Regions from separate parts of the Drosophila melanogaster genome. Here region 2 is linked to region 1. Evidence: chromatin contacts called from public Hi-C data. All regions are on one chromosome and are shown on one strand. Each heading gives the region's core, a stretch centred on a gene start, on an enhancer-like site or on the middle of the called end of the contact. The rest is flanking DNA. Distances are from core to core; before and after follow the strand shown. Region 1 holds the start of lncRNA:CR45981 (long non-coding RNA:CR45981). Region 2 overlaps Fife (fife,).

Evidence for each region. Hi-C and Micro-C count contacts between places; a contact is called where the count stands out from the background.
Region 2: a Hi-C map of the Kc167 cell line shows a contact between it and region 1, with 1.5 times the contacts expected there. The contact joins the enhancer-like site here to the promoter of lncRNA:CR45981 in region 1. A contact is called at or near these places in 25 of 107 Hi-C or Micro-C datasets (the Kc167 cell line, the OSC cell line, the Ras3 cell line and 5 more) and 1 of 6 datasets of contacts at active chromatin or transcription factors (the Kc167 cell line).

What each region holds. Positions count from the first base shown.
Region 1 is chr3L:2,619,407-2,627,243 of dm6, reverse strand. It overlaps lncRNA:CR45981 (long non-coding RNA:CR45981), which reads left to right and starts at 4,615. Exons shown (of 1, transcript NR_133162.1): 1 at 4,615-5,523. The region is part of intron 2 of Pxn (Peroxidasin); the gene reads left to right.
Region 2 is chr3L:2,684,167-2,692,003 of dm6, reverse strand. Fife (fife,) reads left to right here. Exons shown (of 17, transcript NM_001274411.1): 3 at 2,066-2,515; 4 at 7,316-7,451. The coding sequence starts at 2,480. Among named protein-coding and RNA genes, the nearest start is that of Fife, 24 kb to the left of the region's middle. Within about 2 kb of position 4,718, at least 6 of the 39 cell types and tissues checked have an H3K27ac peak or open chromatin away from gene starts, as enhancers often do. A contact at or near this core is called in the Kc167 cell line, where this site is marked.

The DNA of each region.
Region 1 (7,837 bases), core at 3,366-5,865:
AGAACAAAATCTGAAAAACACTGAAAGTCTGAAAAAGAGAGCAACTTTTCCGTTGCCATTGCGATTCGCTTTTCATTTATTACGCAGCCGACCCGTTGCACACTTTTAATTAATTTGTTTCATTTATTACTGCATGTGTCTAAAAGTTGCTCTTGTTCTCCACCCAAAACAAGTGCATGTTTGTGCATTTCGCTTTTGTCTGAGGCTGTCGACTCAGATTCCAGCTTTCTTTCCATAATTCTCGTAATGTTTCTCGGCAGTCGACGAAAAATATGAGCACACATTTTCCCAGCCAGAGACACTAGCATTTTATAGCTCACACATGCCGGCATTTCGATTCAGACATCATGAAAATATTCTTGATTTAATTTCCTTAATGGCGAGAATATTGTTTACAATTTCTGTCGGGAGGTCAGTGAAGATAAATGTCGGGCAAATATGAAAGAAACAACGTCGAAATGGTAAATGCCAAAATAATCGAGCTTAGGTAAAATGGAAATCAATTTCGAGTTAAATTGGACAAAGAATGGACAGAAAATGTGATATATATTTTTAAAAAATATGAAAATAATATGATAAAGGATTTGCCTTTTGTATCCAAGTATCTATATCTATAGTTCGGTCAGTATGCTTAACGATCTTCAAGATCAGTTTTAAGAGCTTTCCATTCAAAGATTTTCCAACCAAACTTACAAAAGCCTTTTCAGTGAATTCTCTTCTATTTTGCACACTTCAGCTGCCATTCCTCCTTCAATTTGATGCTGCAGCAGCTTCAGTCTGCTCAAGGCCTAAGCCACATTTCACTTCTTTCAAACTGTCCATCCATCAGGCATAAAGTCGCTGCCTTCGCAGCCATTGAAAGTTCTCGCCGAGATGGGGCCATAAAAAATGCTGCTGCAGCTCCACATCCACACGAAACATGCCTTTTATATCCTTGACTTGCCTCGAACAAAGGCCCAAACATTTTTTGGCCCGTCCCGTGTGTATTTAAACTGGCAACTAAATGGAAGTCGAAACTGTGTAACATACGGCATCATTCATCTTGCCACGCCCCCACGCTGCACCCGCCCGCCTCCAACCGCCCACTCACATGGCAGCTTTTTTTCCCCTTCCCCCCCTCAACAGAGCTAAATAAATGCACTTGATTTCATTTCATGATGATGCATTTTTAGCTGACCTCCCATAAAGCACACATCTCGACTTGCTCCGCCGTGGAGGCAGTTGCTTTGTCATTATACCCGGGAACGAGAAGCTAGCCCAGTGGACCACCAGTTGGCCCCCATCCATTCCGGACTCCTAAGCCAGTACTTACTTTTAAGGACCGAGAAAAAATTGCTTTTCAATGGGGCAAAATTGGTGAGGAAGCAATTTGTGTGGCAAAAGGTCAAACGAGATTAGATTCAAAACAATTATGCAATTTAAAGCGGAGAATAGTCATTATTCACTAAAAAAAATAGAGAGTCTTAAAAAAAATAAAGGGAAAAAGAATTATTAGATAGATTTTACTAAATTTAATAAAAATATATATAGAGAAACTTAATAGGAATTAATTGTAATAATATATTAATATACAATTTTTGATCTTTGATTTCTTTGCCCCCTTTTCGCTCAGTGTATCCTCAGTTGAAAAGACGAGCACATAAATCGCACATGTAGCCAAGACATATGAACTGAATCTGCTCGCCGGCAGCAGCTACGCCACACATGCTATCATCTAATAACTTGGCCATTATGCACATATGAAATATATCTCATAATGCCGCACCGACTTGCCACGCCCCCCCCCCCCTTGCTCGATGCCCACTGCCGCCCACTTTGCGGCGGTGTGTCAAAACAAAAGTCGCCGCACGTTGCATGCATGGCATATTAAAAAGTTTGATTAGCGTCCAGTTCGCTGGCTCTGCCACGCCCACCCCCACCACGCCCACTCTCGGACAACATGCCACAAATACAGACACACATATGAGCACAAACATAAGAGAGTATGAATACAAATACATATACATATGGACAATATTTGGCTCGACTTTTTTTGCGAATCAACTATTTGCGAAAACTATTTTGCTAGCAAAAATGTTCCAACTCCCCTGTTGCTCCTGCTGCTATTTCATTCACCCTCTTTAGGCTTCCCATATATACATATATATATATACATATATAGGGAAAAACCGGAAAAGCCCCGATTTTGCCGTTATACTTTCCTGAATTTCTCATCTCGTCGAGCGCATTTATGCGTGAGAAATGCCTTGTATTTCGAAGCTGGTCTCCATATCCTTGTTCCTGTTCCATATCCAGTTGCTGCTGCCATGTTGTTATTAAATATGCATAAATTTCCTTTTTGCACAGGACTTTTGCATTTACATTTGCTGTTTATTTGTCGGTGGGAATATTGAAATTGTTACCAATGGATAACAGATTCCAGCCAGCACAGAGAACTTGTTTTCCGGTGGGCCACATGGAGTCGGATCTTCGGACTCAGGTGTGGATGAATACCTCTACCTCGGTTGGGCGAAGGTGGGAGTTGAAGGACACTGTATCTAGATCTATCTATCTGGGAATGTATACAGGATATTCAGGATATGCAGGCTGGATGCGGATAATTATAACAGCCGGCAAGTTGTCGGTTCAAGTTTCTGACCGATTTGTGAGTACTTCACTTCGTTTGTGTCGAGTTATGAAGCTTATAGTTTTGCAAATAACTTGCTAATGAGATTTATTATTAATAACCATAGTGCTTTTGCCGTTTCTCAGAAATTCTGTGTATTTTGCACATTATTTCTATACATTTTATGCAGTTTCTGCATGAGTTATGACCAGCTTATTGAGTACTGTATAATTTGAAAGTATATGTTTCATTAAGACCATATTTCGATAAATCAAATTTACGAAATGCTGCCTATTTCCTCTGGCTAAATAATAATTAATAATAGGTAAAGATGTTTTTGTGAAAACCTTAATGCGAATTAGTTAAAATTATTCATGTTATTTATGGCTTTACGGCTCTCTGCAGCTTTTAATTAAAATGTGTCGTAAACAAACAATATTCTTGGTAATAACAACACATTAGATGTGTGCACAATACAAAATTCAGACTGCTAAAAAAAGTGGTACACTGATAAAGTGATTATAACAAATTTACATAATTTCTAAAGAATGAAATAAACAGGATTAATTAAAACTAATCTTTTGTTAGATATTAAACAATTCACTTAAATTCATTTAATTACGCATTTCCGTTGGATTTAATTTCACTAAGTGGTACTTGCAATTGAAAAACTCATCATTCTTCCGAACATCGCAGTGCCATCAATCAAAGCTGTCTGCGTTTGTCTAGTGATAAATCCTCTAAGTGCATTCCGAATCCAATTACCAATCAATCAAAGAGCATCCAATCGTCGCTGTCTCATTCGCAGACTGCCACGCCCCAAAAAAAAAAAAGCGTCGCCCCTTTTTTGTGAAATATAATATATATTGTTGTTACGGTTTTTTGCCCTTGCCGTTCAGTCTGGTTTGACTTTTCAATTGTTGCCATATTTTTGCAGAGCGCAAAAAAAAAAGCAATACATGGAAATAAAATTAAATTGCGTGTGTAAAATTCTTACCATTCCGCCACCCAAACAGTAATATGATTTGTAATTATGCAAATGAAGCGGTAGACCAGCGGACTCACTTGAATGGGCGATGCATTTTCCATTGATTAAAGCTGAACGCTGACGAAATATTCACTTTTTACATGGCAAACGTCAAAGGGAAATCCCCGAAGGCAAAGTTTTTGCCAATCAAAGCGTATGCATTTTTAATTCACTGTCACAGGCAGAAGTGGAAATGGAGCTGCAAAATCGACTGGCGTCTCTCGATTCGTGAATCGAGATACGAGATTCGAGATTCCGGTGCTAAAGACTCGAGGGTCGAGATTACGGATTCCGCCAAGGAATCTGTCTGCCAGTCAGCCAGGCTTCGCTTCACTTTGACATAGAAAAATCTTCTATTGATTTCCCGAAACTCCCCCTCAATTTGCATTTAAAGTTGGACGCTACCATTTCTCCCACCTCTCGCTCTCATCCCGCTTTAATGCTACAAAGTGCCACTTGGTTCATTTGCTAGCAGTTCTCCTGCTCCTTCGGATCTTGCCACTGCCCCATGCCACTGCCCCATGCCACTGCCACGCCCACCAGCTTTGTCATTTCGCATGCTCGTTAGTGCGGAGCAAAGAATGCAAAGTAGCAAGATAGCAAGAGCTGTGTGGAAAATACAGCAGTAGCAGCAGCAACATCATCGCTGCACAAACACATGCCACAATTTATAAGCAAAGTTATTCTGCCACCGAGAAATGGGTGGCCAGAGGGGCGGGGGGCGGGTCTGTGGCATCTAGCAACATGTCAAAGTGGAGCAATCGGCATGTGCAACGGACACAGAACAGGACACTGAACACGGAAAACAGGCGTGCACTGCGCCAAAAATGAGGAACAAGTTGCGGCTTTCCAAGGCAATATTAAGATGTTCTGGCGCCCACTGAAAGTTTTCCATCAATGAATGCAAATGTTGCACAGCTACTGAATCATGAAAGTAAATATACTTTATTGTATCTAGCTTTAAAGAGGCAGGCGAGCTATTTAATGTTGTCTCACAAATTCGCATAATAATAATCCCTCCTTCGATAAAGGAATAGATTACAGTCAGGTATAGATTACAGTGCAGTCCTGGCAACTGGCGGCGGTCAAGCATAAGAAACAAGCAGCATCAGCAGCAGAAGAATTGCAGCAGAAGCGTAGCTGCAGCCCATAAGTATGCTATGGCAACGGAGCGAAGCCCAAGGAAGCGAAGGAATAAGAGCGCAAATAAAAACGGTAGACGGCGACTGCTGGATGCGGAAAACCTCGTCCTCAACTGAGCTCCTTGCCAGGTGAGATGCCACCGCCATGTGGCACGAACTACAGTCAACAGCAGGCGTGATGGCCAAGCCAAGAAAAAACAAGTCAGCAAGACTTGAATGTAGCTTAGCGAAATGGGAGATGCTCTTTCAATGAATCAACTAACGATTTAAAAAGCAAACATTTAAATCGAATATTTCGTTTATTAGAAATTAATTAAGCAAAGAGCTTATCAGTTTCATTTTGAACCTATATCAATTGGCTTGAAACGCAGGACCTTTCAAAAGGGTATTTCCGGGCGTCAAAGAAAAAGGACCTCGTTCACTGCTCAACCAGGCGGCAAACCAAGTGGTTCGGGGTCCATGGAGTCCAAGTCCGAGTCCGAGCCAAGTGGCACACCACGTAACCAGCAGATAGCAGATACAAGATTGCCGGTCCGGGTACGGAACTTGCCCCAGACAGATGCATAATAATGTTAATGTAAGCGCGAACGACTTGTGGGCTGTGGGTAGAGTATGGGTTACCATGGCGTATGCGTAATATGCAAGCAAATTTCAAGCTATACTCGGGCGTGTGAGTTGCAGGCCAAATCGTAAAGTGAACATTAAATACTTGGAAATTATGTAGTTAGTCATCTGAAAATTGGAAAATTAAATTTAAATTTCTTTAAGAAATTAATAGCTATCCTTTCTAATTTCTAATTTCTCGTGGGTAAATACACTTGAACAATTTTCATAGATTTAGAAACGCTTTGTTATTTGTTATTTCATTTGCCCGGAATATTTATCAATTTTCATCCAGCCCAGCCAAATATATTTATGCCCCACGAAAGCCGAAATAGAATACTGCATCAAGAGGGCTTTAGTTAATATTCGCCTTTTATACGCATATTAAACCGTTTCCACTTGAATGGCGAACTGATTTCATTGCATTTTTATAACGCATATATGTTGCATGGTCGGCGTGTGGGCTGAGTATTGCCTTCTCAAATAAAAACGAAGAGCTGCTCATGCACCCAGCTCCATGCTCGACATATAAATCTGCTGTATAATTGAATTTCACACGTTGCTGGGGCAAAAAAAAATAATACCAAAATGGTGCACAGAGAATAAGAAAAAAAGTGCATAACCAGCGGCAGCGAAAGTTTAAATAAAATTTATTTCAACAAAAATACACACACTCGTTGGGCAAATGTGTGTGCAGAGATGGCAGTTGGCTGGAAATGTGAGAATTATATATTGAAGGGCGCACAGGTAGTAATGCTGGTGCAGCTCCTCCAGGTGGCCACTTTTAACCATGAAGGTGTTTGCCTGGCCAAACTGGAAGCAGCTTAAGCATGCCACAACGAGCAGCCAGGATGATGAGGGCGGGCTCCAGCGATGGAAGGACGATAGAGGACTCCCTTAGACAGCCGGCAATTGCATGTGTGTGTGCGGGTGGAGTGCACTTGTGAGACATTTACACCTGTAGAAGTGTCGATGGGAGGGGCGGCTGAGCTGGGATATGAGCCACGGCTGAAGGAGCTTTTCAGGCGCAACACATTAGCAAAAGTATCGTAAAAGTATTCGCTGCAGCATACGAGCTCCAGTCCTCACGAACTCAAAAATTATACTTTGCAAGGCAAAAGTATTTGGTTTGTTTTATATTTATTCTTATTGCAAAAGATGCTAACAAGTTTTTAATATGGTTATACTCATGAGTGACAATGAAACGTAGTTCAGAGCAAAAGGCTAGCAGAAATAAAGGTGTTTGAAAGTATGCAACCTTTTTTTTCATCACTTTTGGTTTCTTATTTAATCTACTGCACTTCAAAATGCACCAATCTTGGTGATAGGTTTTTGGTTTTTCTGGAAAAACTTCAGAACGGTTAGGTCAAAAAACGGCGGAGTGAGACAGCATTTTTAAGTAAGAGGAAATTTGTAGACCGGGCATTTCGTTGGCCTTTCGTTCTACCATTTTGTTTTCCTATGCTCCGAGGGATTTTCCACCCTTTTGCCTCCCCTTTTGATTTTCCTCCGCTGTCAGGAGTTTTTCTTTCGGTGGCAGCCCAAAAGTATGCAATGCAAGTTTAGATGCCTCTTGTTCTTCCAGCGTCCTTTTTGCTCAAGAGTGTGAGTGCCAGTCTGTGTGAGTGTGTGTGTGTGTGTGGGACGGAAGTGAATTTTCTGCACGTGGCTTAACTTTTGCTGCCTGCTCTGGCGTGTCATGCAGTCAGCAATCTTTATCCAACCCAACCCAAGCAGCTCTAGTGGGCGCCTTTCATTCTTTTCTTGCGGATTTCGCTCAAGGATTGCATTTAACGCAGGAACAGGAAGGAAGGAAATGCCATGTCGACGCTAAAACTGGGTTAGCTTACATAACGACAACATTAACGACAACGTTTTCCTTCCGGTGGGCGGGGCGCCCGTGGTTGGAAAATGGGTGGTATGGCATTGGCTTCACGCTTCGTCGCTTATTGGACATAATTACTGAATATACCACTAAAATGGGGGAGGAAGTCGCATGTGGCACTCGGAAAAAATGCCCACCAGGAACTTTGAGAAGTTTCCAATTGCATCACAAAACTGCAAATGTCTAAAAGTATGCACAGAATTCAATTCATAGAAATTTTGCATTCAAAAATAATTTATTAAGAATGCCAGGTGTCTAAAAGTATGCAGTGCATATTCAATTCGACTTTTGCATTCAAAAAATGTGCTTGCATACCTTTAGAGCACGTTCTTGATACTCTCGAGATGCATCCTTGATTTCGCCTAGTGCATATCCTTTCGCCATAGCCACTTGTGCGTAACGGCAACGCCAGATAAGTGCAACAAAAGCCACGGCGGCGGATGCAACCAAGCCAGGCCACATATCAATTCCATGTGAGCGGACTAACTGGTGGTCCTGGTGCAGTCCTAGTTCCGGAATGTCCTGCTTGCTTGGTGGTCAGTCGGAGTTGGTTGGGTGTGGTGGCGGTGGTGCTT
Region 2 (7,837 bases), core at 3,469-5,968, 65 kb before region 1:
GTGATAATTAATTAATTGAATACTTTTTTCTTTCTATGTATTAGCCTCTTTTTATATTCGAGCGTTTCAATTTCGATTTGCTTCAGTTTCGGTCTGTTTTTTTTTTTCGCCCAGCTTTGTTTGCCTGTGCGTGACAATTGCGATGTCCTTGGGTCCGGAATGCTGCACAGGATCTAAGCGTGTGGGTTATAAATCTTGTTGGACTTTATTTAATGCATGTATTATTTCCAACCAAACGCACACCAGGACACACACACACACACACTCACACGCATACACTCAGCGACCTTTAATGCTAATGGCAATCTGATCAGTTTCATTAGCATGCACAGGACGAAGGCTACGCGCCCGCGGGGAGCTCACTTTTGGCCCAGAGCCCGATTCGGAAACTCATTCTCCCAATTTCGCGCTAATTAACTGGGTGCCAACTACAGCCGACAAAGTTGGCTGGAACTTTGCCAGCATCCAGCCTCGTCCTTGCCTCCTGTCGTCCTGCAGCCCCTCCCTCTCTGTCACTCTCTCTCGTCCTGTTGATTTCGGAATGTGTGTGCTCATGTGATTTCATGCTTGTTACCAACACCAACAACGGCCACGGAAAGTTACAATTTATGAGCACATCCTTGCGCGCTAAGCTTGTGTAAGCACGAGAGCCTGTCGTCGCTTGCCCGCCCACTTTTCCACCCAATTTTCCGCGCCCACCTTTCCGCTTTGCCTCCGCCGCCCCTCCACCTTCAATTGCTGAGCAAACACTTGTAACACTTTGCCTTACATCTTCCTCCGAAAATCGTCCGAAAATCGTCCTGATTTCGCTGCGCGGAATGCATGTCCTGTCGCTGGCATTTTGACAGCTTCAAGCGGCAACTAATTTTCATTTCCCCAAAATACAATTTAAAACTTCGTCCGCCATCCGCCAGCTCATTTGGCGTAAACACATTCCCCATGTCGGAATCTATCTCGAATGACTTTTTATGAACTTTTCAAGTGCTCGCAGAATGGCCAAAAAAAAAAAAATGGGATAGTAGCCCTTGTCAACGAATTGCATTCTGTGTGAATGACTTGGCCAAAGTTTGCAACTTCAAACTTGATCGGCATCCCTCGCTCTTAATCCGTTGTCCTGGGAACATCAATGGGAACTGGGAATTGCAAATGCCATTGCACTGGCTTATCCATACATATAGATAAATAGTGCGAGTATATATCCCCAGACCGATGCAGCTGAAATCGAGCTTATAGCTCGACAATTGAATTGCTATGTGGGTCATTTCATTTAATAATTCCATTTCCACAGTTCTCCTGGTTCCCCCCTTTGTTTGCAGTGCAGCCCAGCTGCAGTGAACGCTCGATAAGCTGGCCAAAGCATTGTGATTGCACTGCTAGATGGCGACGATCTAGAGCAGCTTATCTGGCAGCCAAAGAGCTTAGCACAGCAGCCAAATAGTTTGGTAAAACAAAAAATGTATAGTCCCTCTTTGATAGCATTGAAAAAATAAATATTTGATAATCTAAAAAATAAATTTAAGTAATTTTCATGTTACTTTGTTGTTTAAACATGACAATGTTTTATACTGGGTGTAAAAGTAATCCTTATATGCCAGCAATGAACTTCAGTAACTTAAGTCTTTATAACTCCAGCTGCAGACTGGCTAAAACAGTCTTATTGAAAATCACATTCGGGCATTAACTTTAAGGTTTCGTTGGCTAACCCACTTAGCAGGGCCAACATATTATGCAGGTCAATGGAAAAGGGACGTTTGCATGCCAGGCGACACATTATTTCCGCCTTATAAACTTTTGCCGCTCGACTTTTCACCACTTTTCCGCATGTGCGTGTATGTGTGCGAGATGGTTTGTGGCTGCAGGGGAGCGGGGAAACCCAAAACACTGTTGATGGTTATCGTAGGGAAATTTATGGAGCCCGGCTAAGTACGGTGTAAGCCGAGCGGACCATTACACGTCCGTGAGTTGAGCACTTAAAGCGCTGCGTGCAACTTTCTCCCACTGCCAAATGACTAATTATAATTTTCCGCCTCTTTCTCGGTTTATTTTCCATGTTTTCCGCCAAAAGGAGCAGCTGCAGCCGGCGGCAATAATACCGTTTTTGAGTTATGGCCAAAGTTAATTAAAAGCCAAGTGCGCAACTAGAGCTACACATAAATCAATCTGGATCGAGAGCTGGCGCAACATGCAGAACTGGTATGCCAATATACCCCTGTCAATGCCTATTTACATGGCCAATGAAAAATGGCCATCAGAGGAGAGAATAAACAATACCTGGCCAAGAGAAATGAAAACAATCCAAATCGAAATGACTTAATGCGGCTTACCAGCTTGCAGCAGAAAAAACGAACATAACGTATATAACGTATACGCACCGTCCAACACGGCGGATGCATGATTAATTGCACTTTAAATACACAAGCGAAACGAACGAGAAACGCATTTTCAACCAAGGAAAGGGCCAGTAAAAACAACCTTCAAAATGTTGCCAACAAATGTGATGTCATTCATGAAAAAGGTAAGTGACACTTCGATATTTAATGAATATATAAATCACATAGCCCCAGCATTGTTGTCACTGGCAGAAGCTCGTAATTTATGCTTAATTTCATTTTCATTCGCCAGTTGTGATTCCTTAATTATTATTCCCCCGATGATAATGAGTAGCAAATGAAATGCAATAAAAGCGGAATTTTAATTCATTTGCCTTCTGCCCACAAAGTGCGCGCACTTAAATGTATATCGTTAAGAACTTCTTTGCGCAGGCTTCATAGCCAATCAATGGAATATTTTTAAGGAATTCGTCCATTTTATAAATTCCAATATTACGAAGAACTGCATAACGTACGGACACGGCTGCAGGTAAAAGTTCGTGCATTAGCAATCGCCTAAAACCTTCTCGAACAGGCTTCAAAAACAAACGCCTGTCGGAAGGGCAAACAAAACTTTTTAATTAAAAAGCCCTTTAAATGCTTTGCCCGCCCGACTGATTTTCCCTTTTGTTTATGCGCTCGAAAAATATCAAAAATTCACAAAAAAATAAACGCAAACGGACTGGCAACAATCGAAGTGGTTCAATTATCCTGCGAAGCACCTGCCCCGCCGAGTTGGTGTCCCTTTTTTTAATGCGGAAATTGTTTTCGGGATCGGGCAGGCAAGGGGAAAATGAGGAATAAAATTATACATGGGCGTGTGAAGCCCAAAATAACACAAAAATAAAAGGGAAGGAAAGGGAAGGGCAAAGCAAAGAAAAGAAAAGAAAGGAAAAAGAAAAAGAAAAGCCCTCGAAGAGTGTAAATTCCGTAGAAATTCCGGTTTGGCAGAAAATACTTTGCAAAGTTAATAAAAACCAAGTTCGAAATGAAAGGCTGGGGAAATGCCGGCTGACAAGCAAATGCCAGCCAACTAAATGCTGCAGATTTTTGTGTTTTCGCCAAGTTTGATTAGACCAAATGAAGCACGAAATCAAAGCGGCCCAGCTTCCAAGCCAAACGAACCCATCTCAAAACAATGATGAGCCGTTGACAGTCCGTTAGCAAGTCTGTTGGCAAAAAGGATTTGGCAAAGTTTTTTCTATTTGCCATTCAAATGCCTAACAACCAGTCGGGCCATTCCGTTCTGAAATTTGGCGACAAATGCGCAGGGACCGCAGGACATCAAAGGACACCACGGGGCACTAGACCGTGAATGCAGAGCACGAGTCCTGCCAGCTGCACAACCTCCTGCAGTTTATTTGCAGCAATTTCCTTAATAGTCCGGCCGCTGTAAAGTTCCCTGACCACTGCCGCACTTGGCTCGTTACCCATTTGCTTGCGGTGGCGCCTAGACTCGCCTGTGGACAGATCCTGGCCAGGCCATCCCGACCATTTCATTCCATTCCGGCCATTCCATTCCATCCTGACCACACGTGTCCCAGTCGGTTGCCCCTTGCTGTCAGTGTGCTGCACTTTATTGTGCCTGGGTGCAGGCCATAAACAGCAACAGGCGGCAGGCAGCTGCAACTTGCAACAGGCAACTCGAAGCCTTGAGCCGAATGACAAGCACGTGCCTGCCCCACAAACTACTTGTTACACATGGGGAAAAACTAAATGTTGTTTTGAATAATATATTAAATAAAGTGATGATAATCCCTTTCTATCGATTGAATTTACACATTTATTTTATCAAATATATTAGAGGATAAACTGGTAATAGGTGTTCATTAGTTGGCTGCAACAAATAATAATTAAATTTAAAGTCGCTAGTAATTTTCTTGCTTATTAACTCGGTTGCAATTAGAAAACTTTTTACACCTGAATAAAATATTCATTGAGCTCTCAAACTTTATATTACTGCTCCAAACTTTTCAAAACAGTCGTGGTGAGCAGATAGCAGCAGTTTTGAAAACTGTTTTGAATTCATTGAATTGGATAATTAAAATTTAATACATTCCGTGTACAAAATTAGTATTCCCAATTAATATTATCTCCAATTTGAAATTAAATTCAGAAAACTCGCAACGTGTCCTCACTATTTCTGCAAGACATTCGTTATAAACTTGTGCGCAACTTTTAAGTGGTAAAATATTTGCTCGCAGCTTTCGTTTAATTTGCTATTGATTTCCATTCCGACTGCAAGGATGTCTATCCTGGCGGAATGCAAGCGCATTCATTCACGGCTGACAAGGCGCAACTTTCTCCCTGCTGGCGACCAACTTTCTCCTCATCTCTTTTCGCATTGACTGCTGTTTTATGTAGCATACTTTGCGGCCATAAAGGGCGCACATATTGCGCGCCATATTATTGTTGTGTCGGGGAAAAGCGAGTGGAAAAGCGGCGGGAAATGCGAGGGAGGGCGAGGATGGAAGGGAACAGCAGCTCTTAAACGTCAACACATAATTTTCGGCACTAAACATGAAACTATTTGCGGCTTCGGGCCATAAGACCCAGACCGGGCCAGACGGAGCAAAAAATCATAATAAATGACAAAATTAACACGGCAATAATTGTGCGAGGAGCTGTGGGCGGAGCTGAAACCGTGAGGAATGCCGAGTAGTTTACCCGTGCGCAAGAAAAATGGCGTCAGACACCTGAGCACATAAATTAAGTGGGGTTTCTGGGCTGCAGGTGGGATCTGGACAGGAAGACCGCCGAGCAAACAACTATACATTACACTAAGATTTCATGGGCTTCCCGGCAAAGTTGGCAGGCAAAATGTAGGAAGAAAGGAGCCCATAAATCGGCAGCATGAATATTACCAGGCCGACATCAAATGACATCATCAAAAATGTAGCCCGGGCTGAGCACAAAGCGGCCATAATCTGACAGTAGATGCCGCTTAGTTCCCGCCAGAGTAGGATCCTGACCCCCTGGGCACTTCCCGCACATCCCGCAAAGCCCGCTCTTAACCCTCTAAAGCCCATACCCACCCACAAAGGTAGGTAACCGAAAGCGCTGCAGCCAAAGCACTTAGCGTAATTTGCGCTGTGCGAACGAGATGGCTGCACTATATGGATCGTCCTTAATGCATAGGAAAAAATATTATAATCCATTGTAGTACTTAATCCCGACGTTGGATTATATATTAAACAGACAGTGTTACATGGTATCACTGGTAAAGTAATTAGTTCCAGGCATAACATGCTGAGTAACCAACTTTAATTTAAAGGTTTAAATGTATAGAGGTTTTTTCGAAGATACTGGCTAAGAGCTGTGCCACCATTTGTTTTCTGTGTACTCAACTGTGCGGCTGTTTGTTCCGGTTTCGTTGGCGCTTTGGCAAATAGAAAATTTCCACTTCATAAAATGCTGACATAGCAGAGCAGCACTTATGTTTTCGGGGCTCGGCTGGTCGGCCAGTCGCCTCCAATTGTTATCCTCCTGCCCGGAACACAACACACACACACACAAAGACGGCTAAGCCCGGTGAAGCCCCCTTCTTACAGGCTGTGTGCATTAAAAAGAATGACGGTAATTTTTGAAAGACTCTCCGGCTGGTGGATTCCGCCTTTGGTGCCCCGTTGTTTAATCAAAAATTACTTGCCACACTTTACGATTTCTTGGCAATTTGTTGCGCTTCAGACGCCTCCAGTGGAACACAGAAAAAAATCAAATAAAACGCACCGCGTTACTTTCACCTGCGTGCCCGTGATGACTGCGCAAAAAAATCAGAGAAAATCTGAGGAACATCAGGGTAATAACCTTGCTCACAGGGAAAACTGCTCCCTGGCTGGGAATTTGATGATTATATTCGTCTAGTTTAGATAAGCTAAGGGTATGAAAATGATCACTCACGCTAAGCTTAAAAGACAAAAATGGTGTGTATTGCTTTGACTTCATCCGCCAGATACCAAAAAGGAGTTTTTTTTGTTAAAGTCTCATAAAAAATGAGGCCAACCCTTAAATATTCATTAGTTAATTTGGCATAACTTGGAAAAAAATCGCCAGACGGCGAAAACTATCAGTGTTTTATGTTGCTTATAAACCAAACTAACAGGCCCTACCACTAAGCTTTTGATTTAAAAAAAAAAAATTTTTTATGCAATTTTTCCATTTTTAGATAGGGGTTACATCATCAATTTTTCTGAAAATTCGCAAAAATTTTACATTTCAAAGTGTGAATTACACTTTATTGACATGAAAATTACGAGTTCAACGATGTAGGACGTTTTATTTTTCTATCAATACTTTTATTACTATAGATAAAATACTGTTTATTTTTCGCCCAAAAATGGACATAGAAATTTTTAGCATAATTACAATATTTATGTAGGATTTTTTTCCATAACTTGGCAAAAAAATGGCACAGAGCAAAATCAATGACTGTTTTGTGCAGCTAATAACCACAACTAAAAAACCCTATCACTGAGCAACTGTTTTTGAAAAAATAATTTTTGACCAATTTTTTCATTTTTTGTAAGGGGTACCATCATCTTTTTTTTCAAAAAATTCACAAAAATTTTTTTTTTTATTTTTGAATGCAAATCGATTTGAAATTTATTTACGAGCACAAAAAGGTATTGCATGTCATTTTCGGCAAAAAAATATAAATTTTACGAGCTATATTAGGTAAATACCACTACTAATCAAAATAATATGGTTTATAAACATTTTTCAAATGTTTTAACTCGTATAGAAAGGAAACCTGGTTTTGTAATACACGCCAATAATCCCGTCATTTTGCTTCGCGTTTTACGTTCATGGCAAGCCAAGACCGAAATAAAGATTTACGGCTGCAGAAAATCAAACCAACAGCGCGATACGCCAATATTTATCCACATTTCCTTAGCCCCGCGCGCTGACCTCTAACTTTTCCGCTTTTCCTCTTCTGTTTTCCGCAGATGGTGGCCACCGACGAGCAGACCAGCGAACGGCAGCAGCATGCAGCGGACTCGGGAGGAGGGGCCTCCCAAACGGGGGCCCTGAACAAGATGAAGGCTACGATTTCCTCCTCGCTGCTCACCGTCACAGATAAAGGTAAGCATGATTGTAGTTGTGGATGTGTAGATTTAGGTGTGTGTGCGTTGTTTTCTGTGCGGTTATCCTTGCCGTAAGTGCATACGAATTTATGGCATGAATTTTCATACAAGTGCCCGTAAAGCTGCTTGCTAAACTTTGAGCAAACTTTGTGTGTGTTTCTGCGAGAGCACGTAAGTCGCAGCAATGAGCATTCGGCGGCTAACGGTGCGTATACGCAATATATTTTCTGCTCACGCTCGTTTGCATCGCATATTGAATAATGTAAGGGGTCAGTGGATGCTGCATGCCAAGTCATCGCCATTCACACTGTCATTGTTATGGAGTCCATAAACGCTGCGACAAAGTCAATAAAATCGGTGACTTCTGTTTTTAGCACCACCCAA